2 separate regions of the Gossypium hirsutum genome follow, and region 2 is linked to region 1. Evidence: chromatin contacts called from public Hi-C data. All regions are on one chromosome and are shown on one strand. Each heading gives the region's core, a stretch centred on a gene start, on an enhancer-like site or on the middle of the called end of the contact. The rest is flanking DNA. Distances are from core to core; before and after follow the strand shown.

Evidence for each region. A called contact is a pair of places that touch in the nucleus more often than the background predicts.
Region 2: a contact with region 1 is called in a Hi-C map of leaf, with 2.4 times the contacts expected there. The contact joins the promoter of LOC107962599 here to the enhancer-like site in region 1. A contact is called at or near these places in 4 of 34 Hi-C or Micro-C datasets (all in leaf).

Annotation. Positions count from the first base shown.
Region 1 is chrA06:10,190,846-10,197,151 of Gossypium_hirsutum_v2.1, reverse strand. It overlaps the pseudogene LOC107963262. Among protein-coding and RNA genes, the nearest start is that of LOC107962597, 5.0 kb to the left of the region's middle. Within about 2 kb of position 1,626, at least 1 of the 9 cell types and tissues checked has an H3K27ac peak or open chromatin away from gene starts, as enhancers often do. A contact at or near this core is called in leaf, where this site is marked.
Region 2 is chrA06:10,260,599-10,267,490 of Gossypium_hirsutum_v2.1, reverse strand. It overlaps LOC107962599 (actin-related protein 6), which reads right to left and starts at 3,605. Exons shown (of 9, transcript XR_001701694.2): 1 at 2,825-3,605; 2 at 2,500-2,707; 3 at 2,351-2,414; 4 at 2,163-2,247; 5 at 2,008-2,058; 6 at 1,853-1,915; 7 at 1,621-1,752; 8 at 1,414-1,528; 9 at 137-456.

The DNA of each region.
Region 1 (6,306 bases), core at 377-2,876:
CAACTTTATATTCTCATCTATACTTATCCAACGGTCGGGCACTACCTACTTGGCCCAGTAGACATGCACAAACCAACTCAAGGCTGGACTTGGGTGAGAGGATTAACAAAGTTCGAACTGTGTCCCGAACCATGGTTTGTTTAACTTGCAATGCTAAAATCAATCCTCCTCCTTCACATGACATCAATAAAGCTTTAGAAAGGGAGGCAACAAGCAAAAATAAAATTTCTGACTAATATAAATGAGCTTTCAGGTCAGTGTCACTTGCAACTTCAAGGACTAGCTATAAAATCTTGAATTCTTAAACATCCATCAGGGAGAAGGAACCTAAACCTATTTGCATTTTGTATCAAATATGTAGGAAGATGAACTACTGAAGCTGAAGGGGGTTGGAATCCATCTTTTTAGTCAACCATCGGAAGGTGTATTTTTCAGGAAGCATGTCGAAAAGAGTGTCACCCCTGCAAATGGTTCTTTGTATCCTAAGATAACTTAGATGGTTCGTGCTTATCACTCTGTCAGCAAGGATAAAACCAGTCATCTTAAATATGAAATTTTCAAGACTCTGAAAGCAATAGCTGCAATGCCATCTTGCATCAGAAAAGATTAGATCGATCTAGCGTGAGAGGCCAACAGTTATAGATATGAACTGAGGCTCGCCAACTGCTATAATCCACAAGAAACTCAAAGGAATACATGTAATGCTGCAACTCAAGGTGCAACATGGGTGGCACTCCATCACACCGTTGTAGCAATTTTAGAGTGGGTAGTCTTTGTTGAAAGTTGCCAACCATGCAGCAGTGGCAGACAAGCCAAAAGTGAGAGCCAAAATGACGGAAAATCCAAGTGCAAGCTAAAGTGGCGGACAGTCCAAGTACAAGCTAAAATGGCGGACAATCCAAAGTACAAGTCAAAGTGGTGGACAATACAAGTACAAGCTAAAGTGGGGGACAGTCTAACTGCGAATTGTTTCGAAACTTTTGATACAGGCGAACAAGTTGTCAACTTGTTTAAAAAAGCTGTTAGATTATTTTTCTTTAATTTGCTAGGTAAATGTAAACGATGCTGAAAAGATAAAAATCAGTCAATGAATAATCCTATGTATTTAGACATGCCAACTTTGTAAGTTGCAATGGTAAAGTTTTCCTATTTAAGTATATACTTTGTATGTAAACATATGAATAAGAATAAAAAGAACAAGAAGTCAATTTTGATTGTTAAATTTTGATCTGTCTATTGGAAATTAACCCAATTAAGCAACAAAAAAGTAAAAAAATAACGGAAGAAATTGAAAAATTAAACACACAAATTTAACGTGAAAAAATTTCTCCAAAAAAGATAAAAAAATTACAGGCAAAGATAATTTTACTATAATAAAAACTAAACTTTGAAATCTAAAAATACTTTCCATCTTCTCTTTCTTAGACACAAAACCCAACAGTCTTGGCAGCTCATTTGTATCTGATATTATTAGATCTCCATTGGATATCTCTGCATTGCGAAGTAATCTTTTCACAGCTATCTGTTCCCGTGATTCAAGAACAAATGGGCTTTCATGTGGGCTAGGGGATGCAATTGGGCCAAGAAATACACCATGGACTATCTACTCTTCAGCACACTCAACCTGATATCAAGCAAGTCTAATTCATGGCTAAACATGATGCTGTCAAATATACATCGTGGTTGCAAACGTATGACCATCCATATAGGAGGCACAAGTGTTCCATTGAAACATTTTCAGGGTAATAGTGTGGTAGGGGTATGAAGGGGGTAGGGGGTTTGTCCCAAAGTGGGAGGAAAAAAATACGATGTCTTTTGGCGATCGGTTAATATGTCAATCACACAAACTGAAACAAGTGTCAAGACGGTGAAAGGAACAAGCTTAGGCAGTGGCCTTCTGTTGGTAGGTGAATGAGTCCTTTTGCCATGCTTTAAAGTAGAGAGCTTAAGACAGATAACAATTTCCATGCTCTGATAACTCAATTAGCAAAGAATCATGGCTTTGACAAACTTAACCATCTGCACGAAATTCACCAAAAAATTAGGTCTAAAAGTAAAATTTTAGCCAACTGCTCTTCATGACAGTTAAGCATCAAACCAGTAAGAGAAATGAAGGCCTTTATGTCCTAGTCTTAACCAAATACAAAAACAGGAAAGAAAGAAAAGAAGAAAAAACAGTATATTATGTCAAATCAATATTAATGTATGAATATAAAAAGTTAGCAAGGGCCAATCTTCCTGCTGAAACCGGTTTGTCGAAATCTAGCATTACATCTGTATCAGATTTGTGATGCAACCAAGATTCTAACAGTACTACATAGCAGAAAAGCTCAATTGACAGGCTCAGATCACTCTCCTGCTGAAGAGTCAAAGCGTGGTCTCTTGCTGCAATAATAAGCCTATAGTAAAATAATAATCAAATACACAGTAGAACTTGGCTAAACGCATAAAAGGGTGTCAGATCAGACTACAAAAACAAGCATGAAAGTGGCAGTAACAAATCAAAAGCCTTTGTGCTACACCTAATGAGCTGCAAGTCTTTAATTTTACAAAGTCCAAAAGAATGTTAATCAAACAAACCGTATTCGGGAGAAATTGAACATAGACTATGCTTGGTAGATAACTTGGAAATAATAACCAGCTTTGAGCTTCAATCATGTGCAAGGCTCAAATAAGTAAGAAATTGAAATAAACAGAATTCAAGCAACATTAACATCAATACTTAATAAGCTAAAAACTTAAGGACAGTTGAAAAAGGATTTCATCCTCAAGTAAAAACAAATTAATGACTGGAAATCATAAGCCTGTTTGCTCTTCTTTAAGAATTAAAAAGGTGCAGTCAAGTATAAGAGTGCAAGCACATTAATAGACTGGGTAATAGGCAAAATGATTTTTGAAGTCAAACGATAAAAACTGTTTACTACCTGTTAACGCTTTTCTTCATCCTCGGTGGTACAGAAGCAGATACCTTTTGTAGAATATAGTCCTATGGGTGTTTCTCTGTAATACATTATCTGATGATTATACCTTCAATAATGTTTTCATGACAACATGAAGAATTAAAGAGAAAATGGGATGATTTAACAACGCTGTACAGAAACTTGGACTATACCGAGTAACATTTCTTGCAATTATGAAACTGAACTGCAATGAAAGAGCGAGAATGGAGAATCATAACTGTCACAGAAACAGGAGAAATAGAAGAATAGTCCTAGAAACAATTATAGCATGAAACATAAAATCAAGATAATCTTTTGCAATGCTAAAACATAATCAAATATGATCACATCGACTACCAAAAGAGAAAAGAAAGTGCAGAGGTTCATCCAACTTGACACTCTATTCAAGAAATCAAATTTCTCATTAGCAACGGATGAATCTTAGAAACCTGAACATAACGAAATCAACAATCAGGCAAATCATTTTTCTTTTCTTTTTTACATTTTTTACATGACATGAAGAAAATACCCTACATTTCAGATAATCATATTATATGTAATATAAAAAATTAAATAATTGAAAAAGGACAAAAAAAAAAAAATCACGGATAAATCCAACTCCGTGTGATGCAATCAAATAAAATCACCTAAATTCTAAAACTTTAAAAATAATAGCCATTAAAAAACTTGAAATTAAAATTCGAAAATAGTATAAATTGAGTGATAAAATATATATGAAGGGGGAAACACATTCCGTACTTTGCATGTAGTTTAAGCTAGAATGTAGACATGGCGGCTATAGTTATTTCTTGTTTTGTGCAAAAGTTACTTCTCCGAGTTTATTGGTAATTAATGATGTGGAGTTGAATATAAAATTAAGTGTAGTAAACTTTTTATCCCTTAATAAATTGTGATCAATAATTATAAAATGATTAAAGCTTTTCAACACTTCCTAATACCGAGTTCATGATAAAAATTTTGTTTGACTTTAAACATTTATCATAAACTCTAATGCAAAGAATGTGCGAAACACTCCTAGCTGTCAAGTTCATAAGCACTTAATGTTAGCTTAACCCTAATAAATGCACTAAGTTAAACTCAATATATGCAAAGTGGAGTAACCAATTTTCATAGTTTATCGTAAATATAATTTGAATAAATGCATTTAAAGAATTTGGTACTTAATAATATCAAGTTTAGAGTTATTATGAATTTTAACCATTTAACTAAATCAATCGTAATTAATTATAGTAAATGCCCATAGGCACTGGCTTATTATGAATGTTTTTATTTTATTTTTTTTTATTTTATTATGTTGTGTCTATAAATATCTTTCCCCTATTTTAGGTTTTTCACTCACGCTAAAGTTGATTTTCATCGCTGTCGAATTTGTAAGCTAGAGAACTCTCCAAATATTTTTTTAACCTTAAAATCAATTTTCTAAATTCTATTATGGCTCTATTGAAGGAAGCGCATCACATAGCGCAAGTAGTCGTTAATATGGTAGTTTTTAATACTTTTCAACTTAAGTCATACATATATGCATCATTTATATTTTATTTTTATTTTGATATATATATATAGTGAAATTAGGAAATTGAGATTGATAAATATTTTTATTCGTGTACTAGGTTAAGGAAACAAACCTTCGAATTTGGAGTGATGTAAGTTATCTGAAGCCAAGTGAAGAGGACGATTGTCTTAGGGCCCATAAAAAATTAGCGAGGTTTTATATCCAAAACAATTGAACATCTAGTATAAATGATTACTCGTGTTTCTAGTCATAGTTGGGGTATGTGGTTTTGGCTTTCTTATACCAGGCTTTTAAAAATGCAACCGCTAAGGATACAAAACAATTGAATTGTTGTTGCATCCTCCTTCAAGTATGGGCCCAGATGTGAATGTCATTTATAGTGCAGATCCCCTCTCACCTATTCTCTTTCTATTGGAGAGAAGGCAAAAAGATATTTATATACAACGTTTAGAAAACATTTTAGGATTCATTTTTTTATAATATATCTTATATATTTTAAATATATTTGTAGATTTAGGGTGAATTTGGATCACATCATGTATTATTAGGATTACACGGATCCAAATTGATAGTGATAGATATGTTGCTCAAGAGATTAGTTCATTCAACTGTTGTAAAGGGCTAAGGTTTCAATGGTTATAATCTTTTACTATTTTATTAACTTGCAATTATTAAATGTAGTTTTGATGGAAACTGCATAGGGCAAAGGACATTCAAGAAATGCAACTTATAACAGTGACACATTAGGTGTATACATTTGGCAGGGCTTACACAGTTGTTACATGTTCCAACATCATCAAATGGTAGGATAATGATCGAGTGTTGCCCTAGCTCAGCATGTGGCAATGATACGTGATATTCGTGACAGGTTTTAAATATTTATAATGAATCATTCTTGAAACTAACTATTATCACGATGAAGGCAAGTGTACCTATCGAACAGTAGTATAACTTTAGCAAGATCGGATTATCAAACCTAAAGGAACTAAAAGTACTAGTATCAACTTTCTTTTTATTATCTAGCCTAAAAAAATAAAAGGCTTTTGTTTATCTAACTGATTAATTAAACTAAGAAATCACAGAAAAGAAATTTGGGGAAAATACTTTTTGGAAAACTCGATTGATTGAGACAATACCTAAGGAAAAATCCACCTAGACTTCACTTGTTATTTGACTCTGAATCGGATGATTTATTCATTCAACTTGTTACGTATAGATCCCTAAATTATATTATTATCTCTCTCGAGACTAACAACGTCTAACCCTAAATTGAATAATTGAAATCTCTTTCTAATTAACGCCCTAAGGTTGCATTAACTCGATCTATGGATCCCCTTATTAGGTTTCACCCTAATCCGGCAAAATCTTGTTACCCTATCTCTAGGCGCACAATCAACTCCGCTTAATTATGACAAATTTACTCTTAGACATGATCTATTCCTCCTCTGAATAAGAGCTTAACTTGAATCAATATCCTGGAATATCAAAACAAGAATTAAGAACACATAATTAAGAACAAGTCAAATATTTATCATACAATTCAGATAATAATAATATGATCCGTCTTAGGTTTCATTCCCCTTAGGTATTTAGGGGTTTTAGTTCATACTAATGAAAGAAAACATCTCAAAAGAATAAAAATAACAAAACATAAGAAAACCCAAAACTCTTGAGGGAATGTGAAGGGAGATCTTCAGTCTTGATGATGAATCTGGCTTTTGAGATGGATCGATCGGCTTTCCTTGAGCAATTCCTTACTTCTTCCTGTGCGTCCCCCCTCTTCTCCTCTTCTAGGGTGTATTTATAGGCTTTGGAATGCCTAAGAGCCCTCAA
Region 2 (6,892 bases), core at 2,356-4,855, 68 kb before region 1:
AATGATTTTTTTCATTTTTGAGTTATTTTCGTCACATGTCACTCATAATTGTGCCACATGAAGAAAATTAGTATTTTTTTATTTAAAATTGTTAAAAATCATAAAAATTATAGAAAATCATAACAAATGTAAAAAATATAGAAAAGTGCAAGAAAATATAAAAAATATAAAAATCGTAAAAAAATTACAAAAATATAAAAATATTTAAAATTTTATATATAGTCTCCATTGTCTATGTTGTGCTCTTCCGTAATTATAAAATGTTGGAGAGAGCTTTGGAGTGGCCAAACGTTCTTTTTAACCCTACCACCATTGTTTTATTGATCCTTGTGCTTGTCCGCCACAGACCTTGTAAACTTGCACCCTTGTCCATCTTCACTTTGTTCACCAAGGTTCTCCCTCCCCAGTATCACCCGTCCACATTAACCCCCATCAATATCGTCGATGACAGTGTTACTGGGAGCAATGATAATGTCATCATTTTCAGCTTGGTTTTCGCCACTTTCTTTCGTGGTTTCTACGTATGTTTTGATTAATAATTATGATAAAAACATACATAAAAACCACAAAAGAAAGTGTTAACATAATAATAATTGTTAAATTAATAATTAAAAAGGTGGATTGAATTTTAATTAAATTAACGTCATAATTGTTGTCAGTGCAAGAAACGTGGATTCGAGTGCGACGTATTATCCTTTTATTTAAGAGTTAAGAAATAACTATGAATAATTTTAAGCATTGTAACAAAAAACAAATATGATAATAACCTATAATGAAATTAATGTTAAAAAAAAACTTAATTAATGGAAATTTAATATACAAGGGCTTGATATTTTTGCAAAGCTTAATTAGTTTTTAAAAGAAAAAAAGTTCAAGGACTCTTATAGACGCTTTAACCTAATAAAATTATTCTAAAAATATTAGATTCACTTCAAACTTTACTTGATAAAACGCTAATTAAACGAACAAAAATCAAGTAGTATAGCTGACTAACAAACGAATAAATTTGCTGATGAAAACCACAATATGGGTGAAAATTTTATATAAAAAAATATAATTCAAGTCCAATTAAATTGATTTTTATAAATTTTAAGTAAAAATATCAAAACAGAAAATAACAACAAAAACACCCTCAAAATAAAATCTCATAATAATATTTATTACTTTATAAACAAAAATAAATTTCTAGTCATTTCCCAACTGAATTGATGTCCAATTAACTCAACATCAATTTAGTCGAGCAACTATCTATATAGATACAAGTCCATCCATCGAGTCATATATTCTTCAGTGATTGTGGCCCATCGTTGCATTTTCACAAAGCTAACCTCTTAAATGCCTGGCTAATTGTGGAGAAATTCATTTCCACAAGGAAAACACATTGATTCAAGAGCTCAAATTTTAGTAATTTACCAAATCAAGTTTGATGCGAGCATATGAGATCGGCCCTTCGTGGAAAGAATGCTGTTCACCATGGAAGATATGCTCAAGCTCTTATAACAGCCAGTTGATATCCAGCAACATCTTCCTTCATGTACAGTAGAAGAGAATCCAAGAACCTTAAACCTGAAACCTAAATACTACATACAAAGATGCATTGCATTGGTTCAGATCACATACCTTCAATGAAAGAATCTCCTCCGACATCGAGCCGATCCATGCTCTTCGTACTCAGCCTTGGTGACACATGTTGATTCAAAATTGGGACTCGATGCCAAAAGTGAACCTCCACGCCACACATCTAGGATTGGACTGACAAGCATATCCCCGAAGATTTTTACCAAATGGATAGAAATAACTTTGCAGAGACATGTAAAATATTAACAACTTATATACAAGTTAGAGAATTTACTCGTTTTGAGTTGTTATCTTCACTTGATACTCATGTGGGACAAGAGGGCGAAGATCCTTTTGTCTGAAATTTAGAATATCACTATGACTGTAAATCACAGTGTCGTCTCTTAAATTGGGATTAACACAGTCTAAAGGTCCAGGGATCAAGCTTACAGTCTTTCGGCAAATCGAGGAAACAATGTACTTCCACCGGTAAATATAATGCTGTTCAAGCACAGGACAAAAAACACTTGTAAGTGGCATGAGTTAATTAAACTTGAAAGACATGTATATTTTTCTAGGTTGCACTTAGAAGAACATAAAACCACCTTTGATAAAGTACAGGGCGAAGATAAGGATGGCATGAATTGACAGCTCGAACAATGCATTCTGCTAGTCCGGCCTCATTCATTCCTGCAACAAGAGATGAAAAAACAATGTCCGCATTTCTTACATCATTGATCTCACGTCATTGATCGATTCCCAAATGAAATGGAAAACCTAAAACTATACATACCCAAATCTGCAGGTTGGAAGATCATCTCCGGAACGAGAAACCGTTCATTGATTAAGTCAAACTCCTACACAAGGAAGCCAAGAACATCATTGAAAATGTGCAGGCAAAAAATGTAACACTTAAGAAGAAAGAGAAAGTTGGAACGCTACATTTTTAGTTAAATCCACCCTCTTCCTCTCCTCAGTCTTGGCGATAGTTTCCAACTGATATGTCTCTTTGTTTGGTTCCATGGCAGCTGATGGAGAGGCTCTGAGATGCCTCTGGGCTGCTTCAGGGTCTTTAACATAACCCTTTTTGTGTGTCACACCATCAGGCAATACATAGGTACATCTAAAAAGGTTGTCTTTTCCTTGTTTCCTGTAATGATTTGTCTACATCGTTTAAAAAAATAGCAGAAACAATATTCATCACATATTGCAAGCGACATTGAAAGAAATATGTATATCAAAAAATGTAGTAATCTCTGTTTTATACCTGGCAATCTGGAGATCTGTTTCAACATCAAGAGAAACAAAGCAGAGCTTCTCTTTAACATCGTCCATTAGAAAGGTTTCATCCATCACATTAATGGAGCGATATGAAACCAATTCCTTGAGATAATTAGTGAAGGCTTTCCCACCCAAATCTATCCTCTTCACCCCATAATTCAAGGTACAATTCTGAAAGACAGGGGCCACGTGGGTAAAGGAGAACCCACAGTCGACCACCAAACTACACTGCGCCTCGGAAAGCAGGCTGTCAGGACGGCGGCTGGACTCGTAGAGGTGGACGAGGGAAGGAGAATCGGCGACGAAGAGGGAGTTGAAGCCGAAGTCTTCGAAGATGAGTTCGTCGGTGGAGCGTTGGATGGAAGGGAGGGAAAAGAGGGGCTCGGTTAGGAGGAGGGAAGAAGAGGAAGGGGAGACATGGAGGAGGGAGTTGAAGAGGTGCGACCAGATGTCGCGTTGGAGATCGGGGTTGATTAGGTAGCCTCGGTCGATGGGGCGGCGGATAGCGGCGGAGGTAAGGTCTTCTTCGGTGGTAGTGGAGGGGTGGAGGAACTTTTTGGAGGTCAGAGGGCGGTAGAGACAGTTGGGAATTACGACGGCGGGATCGCGCTCGCCTCCTTGGCCCGCTTTAATCAGGCCACCGCCGTTATCGAGGACGACGACGTTTGACATTGGGGTGAAAACGAACGAACCAATTTGACTCTATAATTCGATTTATTTTTATTGTTAAAATAATAAAATTTAATATCCTTGTCCTGAATCCTGTTCTACTAGCGTGTACACTTGTTAACTCATTTTAAAATTTTGGTAAAAGTACAACATAGACCTTTATATTTGAAGAGTAATTGTATTTTGTCTTATTTTTTTAAAAGTATGAGACTTTACTCTTGTACCGAGACACTAATTATATTTTGTCCTATTTATTTAAAAATGTGTTGTTAAGTGAGTTGAAATTAAAAGATGAGTAAGATTAAGTAAATGTACTATGGAAACCTCTATATTTTATTCCTTCTACTTAAAAAATGGGTAAATTAATCCATATACTTTAGATTAAAGAGCAATTTGGTCATTTTGTTAAAAAATTCATCCATCTCTACTTTTAAGTAATAACGTGATTGACGACGCAACCAGATAGCGACACATGGCTGCCATGTGTACCTCATGAGGATGTTACACATTTTGCCACATCAACAAATATTTAAAAATTAAAAACTTTCAAAAACATATAACTTTTTAAAAGTTATTAAAAAACATGTCTAAAATATCTTGAGATTTAGTATCCTTATTGTAGTTTTTCATCATAATGTACTTGTAATTTTTGAATAGTATGGTTTAATAAAGTTTCATCGTTCACATTAATATCATTTGTATTTGTCCTCAATAGATTTTGCATGCAAAGTAAAATGAATAAGCAAATATTGGTTCACTTATTACCTAACATTTAAATAATATTAAGTTGCATTATGTGGTCTGATCATAATGTGAGAAGTCAACTTATATTAGTAGGTAATCTAAATGGTCCATAGTTTGGTGAATAAAAAGTGAGAAAATCGGTTCAAAGACTATTATGATGTCTATCAAGTCCAAGCAATGAGATAAATTGTCTTAAGTATCAGAGAGAATGACTTCCAAAAGATAGAGACATAGATATGGTTTTCTGGACTGACAATACATTGGACATGACCCAAATGAAATAAATCTATATTTGTTTACGGATTTATTCATTTCTGATGTTTGTAATGTGACTTACCTCAATCCTAAGTCAGTGAGCACTATGTGTGCGTGACTCATATACTTTGATGTATTGGAAGGTTGAGTTCAATTGGTAATAAAGCCGAAAGTTGGTACGTTGGATATACGACTTCTTCATGACATGACTTCATTTACAATAGCGAAATTCATAGCCCATTAAAGGGTAAATGATATCCTCTCATTGGCATTATACGATAGATGGAAAAGTAACATAGCCAAGGGTCTTTTTTCTAAGACGGATGATTTGATTACTATGTGTTATTTATTGACCTTTCATAAAGAAATATGTAATGATTATCATGAGATAAAAAATAAAATCATATTTGGTGAATATATTGAACCCAAAGAGATTAAGGGTAGCCTATGAGTGTAACATACATATGACAAGGTTATTGGACAAGCACTTGATAAAAAGCTTTTGTAACAATATATAATTGGGAGAGTTCAATCATGGTACATCTAGTGGATTGGCTCCATGACTACGTAATGTTGTAATTAATAGACGAAAAGTTGGAACATGATTACAAATTATTTGAGCCTAATTTATATACTCAGTCGATCCCTCTGCTAGCTCATATAACCCTGTATGATTTGCATATGAACCGATATTGTAACATCCCTCACAAGGTTCGGTCGTCAAACCTGAGTTATAGGATATTACCACAGTCAATGGAACAATTACAAGCAAAACTAAATTCATAAATTTCAAATAAACATGCAATTATTACAAATATCATGCATTACAAACAAAACCGAGTCTAAATTAAGCTTGCGAAAGCTCTAAAATTACCTAGGAACAAACAGGATCAAACTACAATATTTTCAAACTATAAAGGCACTTATGTAAAATAGGAGTCACACAACCATGTGTCCAGAATCCATGTGAATCAATATACCAAAAATTTCATCAAAAGTCACACAGTTGTGTGGCTAGGCCATGTAACAAATTGAGTCTATGAGAAAATTAAATGACCAAATCTATAATGCTCACACGGATGTGTGGCCAGCCCTTGTGACTATCAGGAACTGTATGGTACAATTGCTTCCTAATTTCCAATAAGCACAAGACCGTGTCACCAACCCATGTGTGATATACGGTCGTGTTTCGGCCCGTCTGGTGCAAAAATAGGTCATTTGATGCTTGTTACAAATCCAACTCTTAAAAGTGACCTAAAATGCATTTTGGCCAATATAAACTTGTTCAAATCATATCAATACCATGTCAAAACATAACATACAACATTTCCCTAAACATCTAACCAATATGCCACATTTGATACCAAATCACAACAATGAAACATGGTTCCATACTAATCATTCCACTTATTTATAATATTACATAACACGTATCCAATTCATACCACAAGTTAATTCATATGTACATAACCTATCATATTTGGTCACCTATATTTGCACATCCATAAACCAAATATGAGCATAAGCAATTCATCACATCCATAATTTACCATGGGAGCTCAAAATTCAACAATACCATAATTTTCCACAAAACATATTCAACATTACAATCACTTGACAATCCTATGTACATGCCACATATAATCAGTTTAAAATCATTAAAAGTCAACCGAATCAGGAAACAAATGGTGTCAGCTTCTCGTAGATCCGATGACACATTCAGAACGTCCAAAATCTACAAGAATAATGGTAACAACGGAGTAAGTATTACAAATACTTAGTAAGCTCATACAATGTAAACAATTAACTTACCTTAACTAAGAATCATATGTTAAACTAATGTGCAAGCTAAGTTTACCTATAATACCAACACAATTCCACAAGGTGAGATTATATAATTTATCAAACATAAAAATACATCAAGTACAAAGCTTTTCATTTCATAATATTTAACTAACATTTAACCACATTTCTTTCATCTATGTATACTCAAAATTTTATTACTTAAATATTTCATTCCACTTTATTTGAACATTAAGTTTATTTCGTAACTTATCAATTTTAAATTTCACATCTTTTGTATTACCCAACGAAATATTGTAAAGGAACTCAATACACAGGTGCAAATCATGTTTGATGCTTGTTCAAGCTAATCATATCCATTTGTGTTAAGTTATCCATTCGGGCTAAACATTTTATCGACACATCAAATTCGTCCGAGCTAAACTTGTGTCACATGTATTTTCGATTCCGCAACAAGTGCTGGAACTCGGTAATCATCAGTAGTTAATCACATCTATTGCTTGTCCGAGTTGAACATATATTTGTGTCAGGTTACCCGTCTGGGCTACACATTTCTAGGCCAGAGTTGTATATACATTTAAGG